Regions from separate parts of the Bactrocera dorsalis genome. Here region 1 is linked to region 2. The links are chromatin contacts, called in public Hi-C maps. All regions are on one chromosome and are shown on one strand. The core of a region is the stretch at or near the end of the contact, and the rest is flanking DNA. Distances in the headings are between cores, read along the strand shown. Region 1 holds the start of LOC105229035. Region 2 overlaps LOC105229035.

Evidence for each region. A called contact is a pair of places that touch in the nucleus more often than the background predicts.
Region 1: a contact with region 2 is called in a Hi-C map of whole body, with 10 times the contacts expected there. The contact joins the promoter of LOC105229035 here to the enhancer-like site in region 2. A contact is called at or near these places in 2 of 2 Hi-C or Micro-C datasets (both in whole body).

The regions. Positions count from the first base shown.
Region 1 is chr5:41,667,865-41,673,108 of ASM2337382v1, reverse strand. LOC105229035 reads left to right here and starts at 2,654. Exons shown (of 7, transcript XM_049458401.1): 1 at 2,654-3,179.
Region 2 is chr5:41,617,550-41,622,700 of ASM2337382v1, reverse strand. All of the region lies in intron 2 of LOC105229035, which reads left to right. Among protein-coding and RNA genes, the nearest start is that of LOC105229034, 50 kb to the right of the region's middle. Within about 2 kb of position 3,025, the one cell type or tissue checked has open chromatin away from gene starts, as enhancers often do.

The DNA of each region.
Region 1 (5,244 bases), core at 1,405-3,904, 51 kb before region 2:
GTCGACTGATCCACTAATTCCACCTATCATCGGCTAAATACATTTATTTATCACTCGAAGAACGAGCGTGTGGATTTTGGCAGCAGCAGCGAAAAACAAAAACAACCTTAGGAATTTCGATGCGTATACGAACTTGTTGATCTCCTGAGGTTTCCTACCATAATACATACATGTGTAGGGTCCAACACTTTTACGTATTCACCCATTTTTAGGTAAAATACTATGGATATATAGCTTATAGATTGTAGTGTATAAATTACAGATTATAGGTTATGGATTATAGATAAAATATTATATTATTATTATGGATTATGTATTAAAGATTATATATTATAGTTTATAAATTATAGATTATGGATTAGAAATTAGAGATTATTGATTAGAGACTATAGATTATTGATTAGAGATTACAGATTATAGATTATATATTATAGATTATAGATTATATATTATAGATTATAGATTATAGATTATAGATTATAGATTATAGATTATAGATTATAGATTATAGATTATAGATTATAGATTATATATAATAGATCATAGATTATAGATTGCGAATTAAGGCTTAAAGATTCCCAAATAAAGATTAGAAATTAAATATTTATTATTATATGTTAAAACTTAAGTTCAGAAAATGACATATTGAATATTTAATATTAAAGTTAGTAAAATTAAAATTTTTAAAATTTTCAAAATAAAACATTGCTTTCAAGATATTATATATGCCAACCTTCATCTGACATGCTTCTTTCCAACATTTGTTTATAATTTGCCGCAAAGAGAGCGAAGAAACAGCCAAAATCAAAGTGCAAAAAATCGAGGGACAGAAGGTGGGCGCGTCTGCAATGTCGCCGAATTGTTGCGCTCATAACACGCTATCACAAATACAATTGCAAAGAAAACACAAATGCGTATGTGGGTATAATTGTGGCGAGTGTGGGAGCATGCCGCCACCACAGACGTTGTCAGAATGACGTAACGCACATGGCAACGCGACGCTCTCTTGTTGTTTTCATTTGTTTTGTGTTGTGCTCTTTCGAAACAATTGTGATATAACTGAAGTAAAAGTGAACATAAAATCGCTACTTAACAGTGGCACTAACACCATGAAAGCCATAAGAGAGTGGCGCGTACTATGTTACACAATGTTGCCGACAACAACGCTGTTAAAGCGCTGAACCAGCTGAAAAATAGCTGCATAATATTGCTGTGAGTTGTTGCGATATTGCCAGACTACGTATTTAGCTTTCTCTTGTTAGAAATATTAAAATAGGTCTAGGAAATGAAACAATTAAAATGTTTTCATTGGAACTTAAGCAGATTTTTCACTAGATTATTTTCTAGTTTCGATTTGCTACAAATTTTGACGCTGTTTATGTTTTAAAAGTAAAATTGACTATATTATTATAAAAAAAAATACCGGAATGAGTCAATATACTTTGTTCTGTTAAAATTCAATTATTTATTCTATCAATTCGAGAAATGTAGTTTTAAGAAAAGCGCAAAAAAATCTGATTTCACGCTATGCGTTCACATTTACCTCAAAAACTAACCTTTATCAGTCCCTTCTAGGTATTTATAATAGTATATACTTATGTGTATTATTTGGTTATTACCCAAAAAAATTTTATTTTGAGTCTTTTTATTTAGCGCTACGAATTTTCAAGGGGTTACGTAGGTTTCCTCAGGTAAAAAAAAAACCTTTGTTCAACAATTTTTTTTCTCATATAAAATATGAAATTTTTTATTAGAATTTTTTATTGTTACAAACATACACTATTAAAAAAGAAATTCAGAAATTTTTGGAAAAAAAATTATTATAAACTCGACCATTGTGACATTTCCGGTGACCTCTCTGAAAAATAATACGCCCGCGTTGGCAGGATAACTTCTTACGGAATCACTCAAAGTAAAGCAAAAATACATGTTCTAGTCAGAACCTTTACTTGGACGAAGAAAAAAACTGAAAATTGTATTTTTACAAAAAATGAAATTTTCATTGAAAATTTCGCGAATTTTTTTTTAAATAGTTGTAAAAACTCATCGTCCAAGACTTTAAAAATTGTATCTCAAAAACCTGTGTAAAATTTCATGAAGATCGGTTAAGTAGTTCTCGAGAAACCAACCGAGACAACCGTCTTCCATAACACAGTTTCGAGAAAACGAGTTTAAAGATGGCGCACTTAGCGCAGCTAGCCTCGAGCGCACAAGTTTTCCGAAACTATTACTCGGATAAACTTGAAAATTTAGGACAATATTCGAGTGGTGTTGAATAATTTAACAAGTCAACAAAAAGTTAGATTATTTTGAAACCCGTAAACCCATGTAACCCTTTAATTGAAGGTTTCACTCAAAATTTGCCTCGAAGAATTTAACCAAATAATTTCAACAAAAGTTTGATCTATAATTGCGTACTTAATACAAAAACCAACCAGTGTAAGGTTATGAAACACTTCAATGACTTTCAATAATGGCCACATCACAGCTGGCATTATTTGCGCTGTTTAGCGCTCACCAATGCCGCTCCACGTAAAGTGCGCTCAGCTCAACGATTCTTACGTTTACAGTGCGCGCCCAATACAAGCGCCTACTGTGCGCTGTTGTGCTGTTACTCACTGTTTTTGGCGAGCAGTCTTAGCGCGGCACGCCATTCATTTCGGTTTCAGTTGAGCAGCATAAACGGCGCACGTTGGACGCTTTTCTTTGCGAATTTTTTAGTTCGACAAACGCGTTTTCTGTCATTTTCAAAGCAAAAATCAAGAACAAAAACACAACGCTGAAGGTGTGTGTATGCGCGCGCGTGTGTATGTGTGCGAATACAGCGTTGAAACGTCGAAGAAACGCCAGCGAGTCGTGGAGAACGTGCCAGACACAACAAAAAATATTATCATTTTTTTTTTACTTCTTGTGCTGTGCTGATTTTTAAGCAATTCAAATTGAAGGAAAACAGTTGTTTTTTCATTTTGTGTTTTTTTTTTGCGTATTTTTCTTATGTTCTGCTAGCGTGTACGCCGATTTTCGTTCGCTACAATACACGGCAAGTCAAGTTTGTTTGTTTGATGCGGAATTTTCATTTCTTACAATTAATAAAGCATGATCAAGAAATCGAAATCAAATCGAGTGTTTAAAAATAAATACGGTGTGTGTCCAAAAATACAATAAATAAATGTGTTACGGTGAGTGTCAGAACGTCACATAACGTTGGCGACGACGTCGAAGGCAGCTGGCTGGCTGGCTGGCTGACGTGAGTACGGCCAAGCAAAGCAAAGCAAAAGCAGTTACGTAAAGAGTGGAGAAGTTTATATGGTGTGCGAGTGTGTGTGCGTGTTTTTTTTTTATGTTTGTGGGCATATTGAAATGGTTACAAAACAAGTTGTTACGCCCATTGGCTAGAATTTTCCATAGCATTTATTCAATTTTCTCGCCAAAACACGCGTAATTTTCACCAGTGAAATTGTAGTGAAATTATTTGGACACCAATTTGTGCCAGCAGCTGGCAACAGCTGCAGTGGCGTTCGCAAATATATGTGGGGGCGTGGCTGTCTGCTATCCAAATGCTGTCAGCAGTCGCTTTTCCGTACAGGTGAGTCACAAAATCGTTAAAATTAATTATTTAAGCTTGCTTTATTGCTCGAAAAAACACTGAGAAAACAATTTATATATTTTCATAATTACGACTGTGTATTATGCAAGAAGCTGTGACGCAAAATTCAACTAACGCGGGTTCTAAGAAAAAAGGCGAGCACCAAGCAAACCCAGTTATAAAATCACCTCATGGCAAATACACAACACCAAAAGCACACACAAAGTCAATGCGCCGCTCTTTTGTCAATGTGTTGCACACAAATTGTTGTTGTAGCGCGCCTTTCAGGCGCTCTGTTTAGCGCAGTGCGCTTGTGAGTGCTGTGAGAATGTGAGTGAGTGGCAAAGAACGCTTTGCGACAGCCGCATGTTAAGCGCTGACTCAGTGTTGGCAATCAAATTTTGTTTTTATAACTGCAATATCACAAAAACAAGTGAAAAAAGTGCTAAAATACCCATGAAATACTCTTAAAAGGAATAACAGTGGCTTTACATGCCGGCTGTAGAGCGCACTGTTAAGCAGCTGTTAGGCTGCAAATTCATTCATTTCCAATAAATGAGGTTATGTGTGTGTGTGTGTGCTCCCTCTCTATCTCTCTCTTCTGAAATTGTGTTTTGCGTCTGTGAAAGAGCGCTTGTGTGTCATCTGTGTTTATGCGCGAGCGTTTGCAGGCGTCAATTGAGCGCAAAATATGCTAATGAAAAGCAAATAAACGTTGCGTCAAGGAAAAAATATATATATACATGACAATTTAAAAGCTAAAGCAACGCTAGTGTTTGCTTTGTCAACACACGGAACTCAAAGAACGCCAAAACACTTAACAACATTGTTAAAGCGCGAGCGGCATGGGAGAACGCTCGCGTCTACGCGTAAATAGATAAAAAAAAAATATTGAAAAAAAAAGAAAATTAGAATATAACAAATAAGAAATAACAAATAGAGAAATAAAATTGAATAAATAAAAAATAGCAAAACAACAACAAAGCTGCATCGAATTTGTGAGAACGCTTATAAAGTGCTTACGTGTTGTTTATATTTTTAAACAGCATTACTAAGCGTTATTTTGCCGTCTTCGCTGAAAATTCACACGAATCACAATATTTATTTTTTCAGCGCTGACGACCAGCGCAGAGTCATTGGTGAAAATTTCCCACATATGCGCCGACATGGCAGCGTTTGCGCTTAGACAAGTGCGCGCATTCCATTTTAATTGTGTCAATGTTTGACAGCCAAGCAACAACTGCCTCGTTTTTGCAAGTTTTTTATTACCATTTTTTATTGTTGTTGTTGTAACAACAACATTGCGCTTATTTCTTGGCCAATGCCGCCGCCATCCGGCCAGCAAAGGCAAGACACGCGGCCATTCCGCGTCAAGCCAGGCGCGTTCGCTCTCCTGCACGCGTAACGCGCGCTGCTCCTCCGCGCCAGTTACGTAAGTATAGGCAGGCTGGCGTACGTGTGCCTAACTGAATTAACGAGAAAAAGAAAAGATTAAAAAAATCGACGCAGCGCTCAATTGAGATGCGTAATCGGTGGCACATCTAACAGCCGTTTAGCGTTCGCCTATTGCTATCTAGCCGCATGTATGTGCGCGTGTGTGCGCCAGTATCCATTGAACTGAGCGGAAATGGTTATGTGTACGCATATAAGGCGACGTA
Region 2 (5,151 bases), core at 1,776-4,275:
TAACGTAACGTAACGTAATTCTTAACGTTTTCTATTAGCACAACACTCGACACTTAACTATTTATTATTATTGTTGTTATGACACAATACTTATCTACATATACTTGTATGTACACAGCAATAACAAATAGCAGCTGCCTACTTGGCTTGCCATTGCAATCAGAGTTACACAATTATTACGAGATATTTACATACGTAGGTGGGAGATACGACTAGAAACATGCTAATATTAAATAGATATGACATAATAGAATGCCGGTGTACGTAAGATTACATGTGTGTGTGTTTGCTTAGCGGCGATACGGTGAGTTGTCACCTACAGCGTGAGTTGTTAGCTCGCTTGACAGCTTCGTGACTATGTGCGGTGTAAACTACCGTTACAGCGGTTGCTGCGTTGCAATCGAGCACGTAATCTATAACACAATGCATGTATGCGTGTGTAAGTGTTGTGACATGATTGCGTTTTATTTACGAGAATTATTTAATAACTCGAGTCTAATGCGCAATAAATATCAGTTAATTAATTCCGATAAAGCTTTTAAAAATCGTTTAATTTCATATTTGATTCAGTTGGGAGGATAATAAATCTAACTTATTTTAAACAAAAAAAAAAAACGTTAATTCCGGCTGCACTGAAGCTCTCCACAAATAAAGAAGTTTCCATGCAAGAACTTGATTTTCAAGATACCTTTCCACTTTGTTTAGTACATTTCCTTCCAAGCTGATGCTTTTATAAAAGCTTTCGCTTGGAAAAAGTTTCACTTGAAGATAACCTTTACTTTGACTCTTATACTAATTTTTCTTTTAAGTTATTTCAAACTTTGCGCAAAAGTTCTCGCTTTCCCTTATTTTCACCTTTTCTTAGCTAATTTCCTTCTAATTTGTTTCTTTTATGAAAGTTTTCGCCTGAAAATAGCGTTCACTTGAAGATAGATTTCACTTTTTTTCAACTAAATTCTTTTTAAAGCGAACACCAGTTCTTTCCAAGAGATTTCCATTACGAAAGTTTTCGCTCGAAATAAGCTTTCACTTAATGGTAGCTTTTACTTTTTCTTAGTATATTCCTTTTTAAGCTAACTATTTTACAAAAGCTTTCACTTCAAAATAGCTTTCATTGAAGCTAAATTTCATCTTCCCTAAGATAATTCCTTATAAGCTAACTAGTTTACAAAAGCTTTCGCTTGAAAAAAGCTTTCACTAAAGATAGTTTTCGCCTTCCGTAGTAAAATATCGTTTAACCTGAATCTTCTAACAAAACATTCGCTTGAAAACAGCTTTAAGCTGACTGTTGCACAAAAGCTTTCACTCGAAAACAGCTTTCACTCGAAAATAGATTTCACTTTCCACTAGTGAATTCTCTTTCAAGCTGTTGTTATGTTACTTAGTACCACAAATTACCCCGAAAATCTGCGATACTGTTTAATTATTTTTCAATTTGCATAATAAAATTCACGTTTTCGATTTACAAGAATTTGCATAACAACTTTATTGTTGTATTCCGTGTAAACCTCGATCACTTATTTATTGCATAAGCGTCTACGTAATCCCACCACACGCTGAAATGCATGCAAGCATTTCACTTTTATTTGCCAAAAATACTCAGAAAAGCGCATACTCGCCTGCTGCGGCTATTACTTACCCTAACAAGGGATTAATCTCATGCTTACACAAGTGTTTACACAATTTAGCATACCCACCAAGTACGAGTACATGCAAATTATTGCCCCAGCTCCACAACCACACGCCGCAATCAAACGATCCTTTCGCCCACAAAAGCACCCAAACAACCGAAAATGCAACTCTAATTGCAACTCCACCTCCACAGCAGAGTTTATCCACATATTTACCAACAACAACAATAACAACACTGACTGACAATCTAATAAGCCAACAAAATTTAGCCTTAACATAACGATGCTACAACCGTTAGACCAATATAAATGTTCGGCCACAACACGACGATTTGCACAATCGCAGAGCTTACAAGTCTCGCCTCAGCACGACGCGCCTCGCCTCGCTTCCCTTCGACTCAATTCGTCTCTTCTCACACACCACTTGGCTTCGCTCAGCCAACTAGCCTTGTCTACATTTAGGTTTGAAATTGGGATTGGTTTTCGGGTCTGTCCATATTTGATTAAGTAACCGCCGAGTAGTACACAATCAAAATTGTTACAACACAAAATTGCAGCTAGCAACAACAACACTTCAAGCAAACGATTGCGAAGGCACCGCTTTAAATGAACGAAATCGAAATCGAATTTGCGGCGTTTGGGAGGAAAATAATTGTGGTAAAGCGGCAAGAGGAGGAAGAAACAAAAAAAAAAATATAACAAAAACATAAAAAACGAAGGGGCATTTACAAATCACGATTTAATTTGATATTAAAATTCGGAAAAAAATTAAAAAAAATAAACGGAGAAACAATAGAAAATGTAACACAACAACAATAACAACACAGCCGCGATAAATATGTAACCACAAATGCCGGCTGTAGAGCAATAAATGAAGCCAATTGCTTACGAAAATGTACACAGAAGAGGCACAGAGCAAACAAAAAATGTTAAAACAACAACAAAAACAACTGCGAGCAAATAAAAAAATGTTAAAACAAAAATAAAAACAACAGCGATGATTAAACAACGTGACGGCGACAAGCTAAAGACGAAGCTATATTTAGCTAATTTTCGACAGTGTTGTTGCTATTGTTTTTGCTAGAGCCGCACATTCAAACAATTGAAACCAAAAACCAAACGATGCGCCAACAAGCAAACCAAATCTAAGAAATACAACAACAACCATGAAGTATCTATTAAAATGTAATAAGCTACAAAGAGCGACAGCCGCTTGAGAAAAAGAGGCAGCGGCTTAAGCCACAGACACAGTTGAGCTGCAAAAGTGCAGTTACTAAGCGGGTAACGCCGAAAACCAGGTCTAACCCACAGCTGTTGGCGCAAAGCACTTAAGCGAGTTGGCTCGTAGTCGCTGACGAAGCTGAAGACGAATGCCAGATCAGGTAGCCGACAGCAGACAGCAGCTCCCGAAAGCTGTGTTTTTGTTGTTATTGTTGCGACAGCCGCCGCTTATGCAATGTGTAGAGACGCTTACATATGTGGGTATGTCTGTTGGGCTGTGCGAACGTGAGCTCCACTTAGCACAGCGACAACGTGTTAATGTGGCAGCGCAGCCAAGCGGCAGTAGCAGTGGCGTTGGCAGCGGCGCATCGGCCACGCGTCGTCATCATCGTCTTCGGCATCGTCATCGTCAGCATTTGACTTTGACATACTTTTCCATAAGCGCGGGCCACGCAACAATGGCACAACAACAGCACACCGAGGAAATTGAGAGCGCAAGACAAGAAACAAAATACGAAACAAAAAACGAAAATGAAAATAAAATACAAAACAAAACTAAAGCCAAAAAGAATGAAAAAACAAAAATTTCGCTAAACGCCTAAGGTATTACGAGTATATCTCCGCAGACAGGTAAGAAAGAGTGTTTGCGCCAAGAGCAAAGCAGAGAGTTGGCCAAAGTGTTGAGCAAAGAGCAGCGTTACAGCTGGCTGACTGCTTGGCTGGCCCAGCAGCTTTTGGCAGCACATTTGCTAGTGGCCAATTTATCAATGAGTCAAAAGAGTTGAACGCTAAGCGAGCGGTGGCGCGAGCACACGGAGCGTTTAACAGCAAACCAGAAGAAGAATCAAAAGAAAAACGACAAAAACACACGCCGAAGAGCGGCCACAAGACAATTTGGCAGCATAGCCAAAGGCAACGGCAAAGAAAACTAACAACAACAGCAACAATAACAACAGCAACAACAACTATAGCAACAATATTGCGCAAAAGCCGGTTTCTGTGAGGTTTACGTGCGTTACAGCCGAAATGAGTAAGCGACCACGACCACGTTGTTGAAACTGTTACTTGGCGCGCTCTACATGCTGTCATCGTTGTTATTGTTATTGCTACAACACTGTACGCCATTGTATTTGCGCTGTGCATTGCTTAATTACATAAGCGTTTGGATGCCGAAAAATGCGCTACAGAAAAATTTCAACTGCAATGTGTCTATGATTACAACAAAAAACTATAACTCAGAGCAAAAGGGAGGGTATGCGGTTAAATTAATACTTAACAAAATTTATGTTTAACGGTACTACTCTTAGATGAGCGCAGTGGCTGTGCTGCAACTCACTATGTCTGTATTGGTGTGACTGTTAATGTTTACATGATTGCATAGCGGTACTTGTGTAGGCAGGGATGACTGTGGACTGCGCTGATTATCTAATATGTTAAAATTCGAAAGGACGTTTGCGCAACGCAAACACTCAATATTTGTAACAGCAAAGCTGCAGCGCTGTTGGTTGCGAAATAATAACGAAATTATAACGTCGGATTAATTTAGATACATTTTATATAATATAAAATATTGCAGTAATAAAAAATGTTTGAAAATCCTAATTAATTAACAACGGATTATTATTATTATTTTTTGTTGTTGAACAAAAAATATTCAAGTCAAAATTTCAACACTTTGTATGGCAAAAAAATAAACAAATTATTTTGAAAAAAAAAATTCAGAAATAGTTTTCAAAAATAGTTTTGAAAAGTAATTTTCAAAAATAATTATATTCAAAAATAATTTTGAAAAAAGAAATTTTCAAAAATAGTTTTGAAAAATAATTTTCAAAAGTAATTTTCAAAAATAATTTTCAAAAATAATTTTAAAAATAATTTTCAAAATTAATTTTCAAAAATAATTTTCAAAAATCAACAATTTTAAAAATCGTCTCTAGATCATTATCTAATTCATTTATTGTAATATTTTTTTCTATTTTTTGATTTTTTATTCTGAGCAGAAAAATCATACTCAACGCCGCACACCCTTTTTTGGAGGAAAATCTTCCAGGAGCTGGGATTAATAGTGATAATAAGAATTATCTACGCTCTTCGTCAAAAATATCCTAAAAAATATAAATACAAATATAAAGTAAAAGATTTGTTATTGTTTCTAACTTCAAGTGGCTAAGTAAATTTATTTATTTGTTGTTTCAATCATTAAATATTTTCAAGCTGCCAAACACGCCAACGCCTTCTAAATCACATTATGATTTCAGTCTATTAAACAAGTCTTCTACGTCGCAACAGCTGCATATTA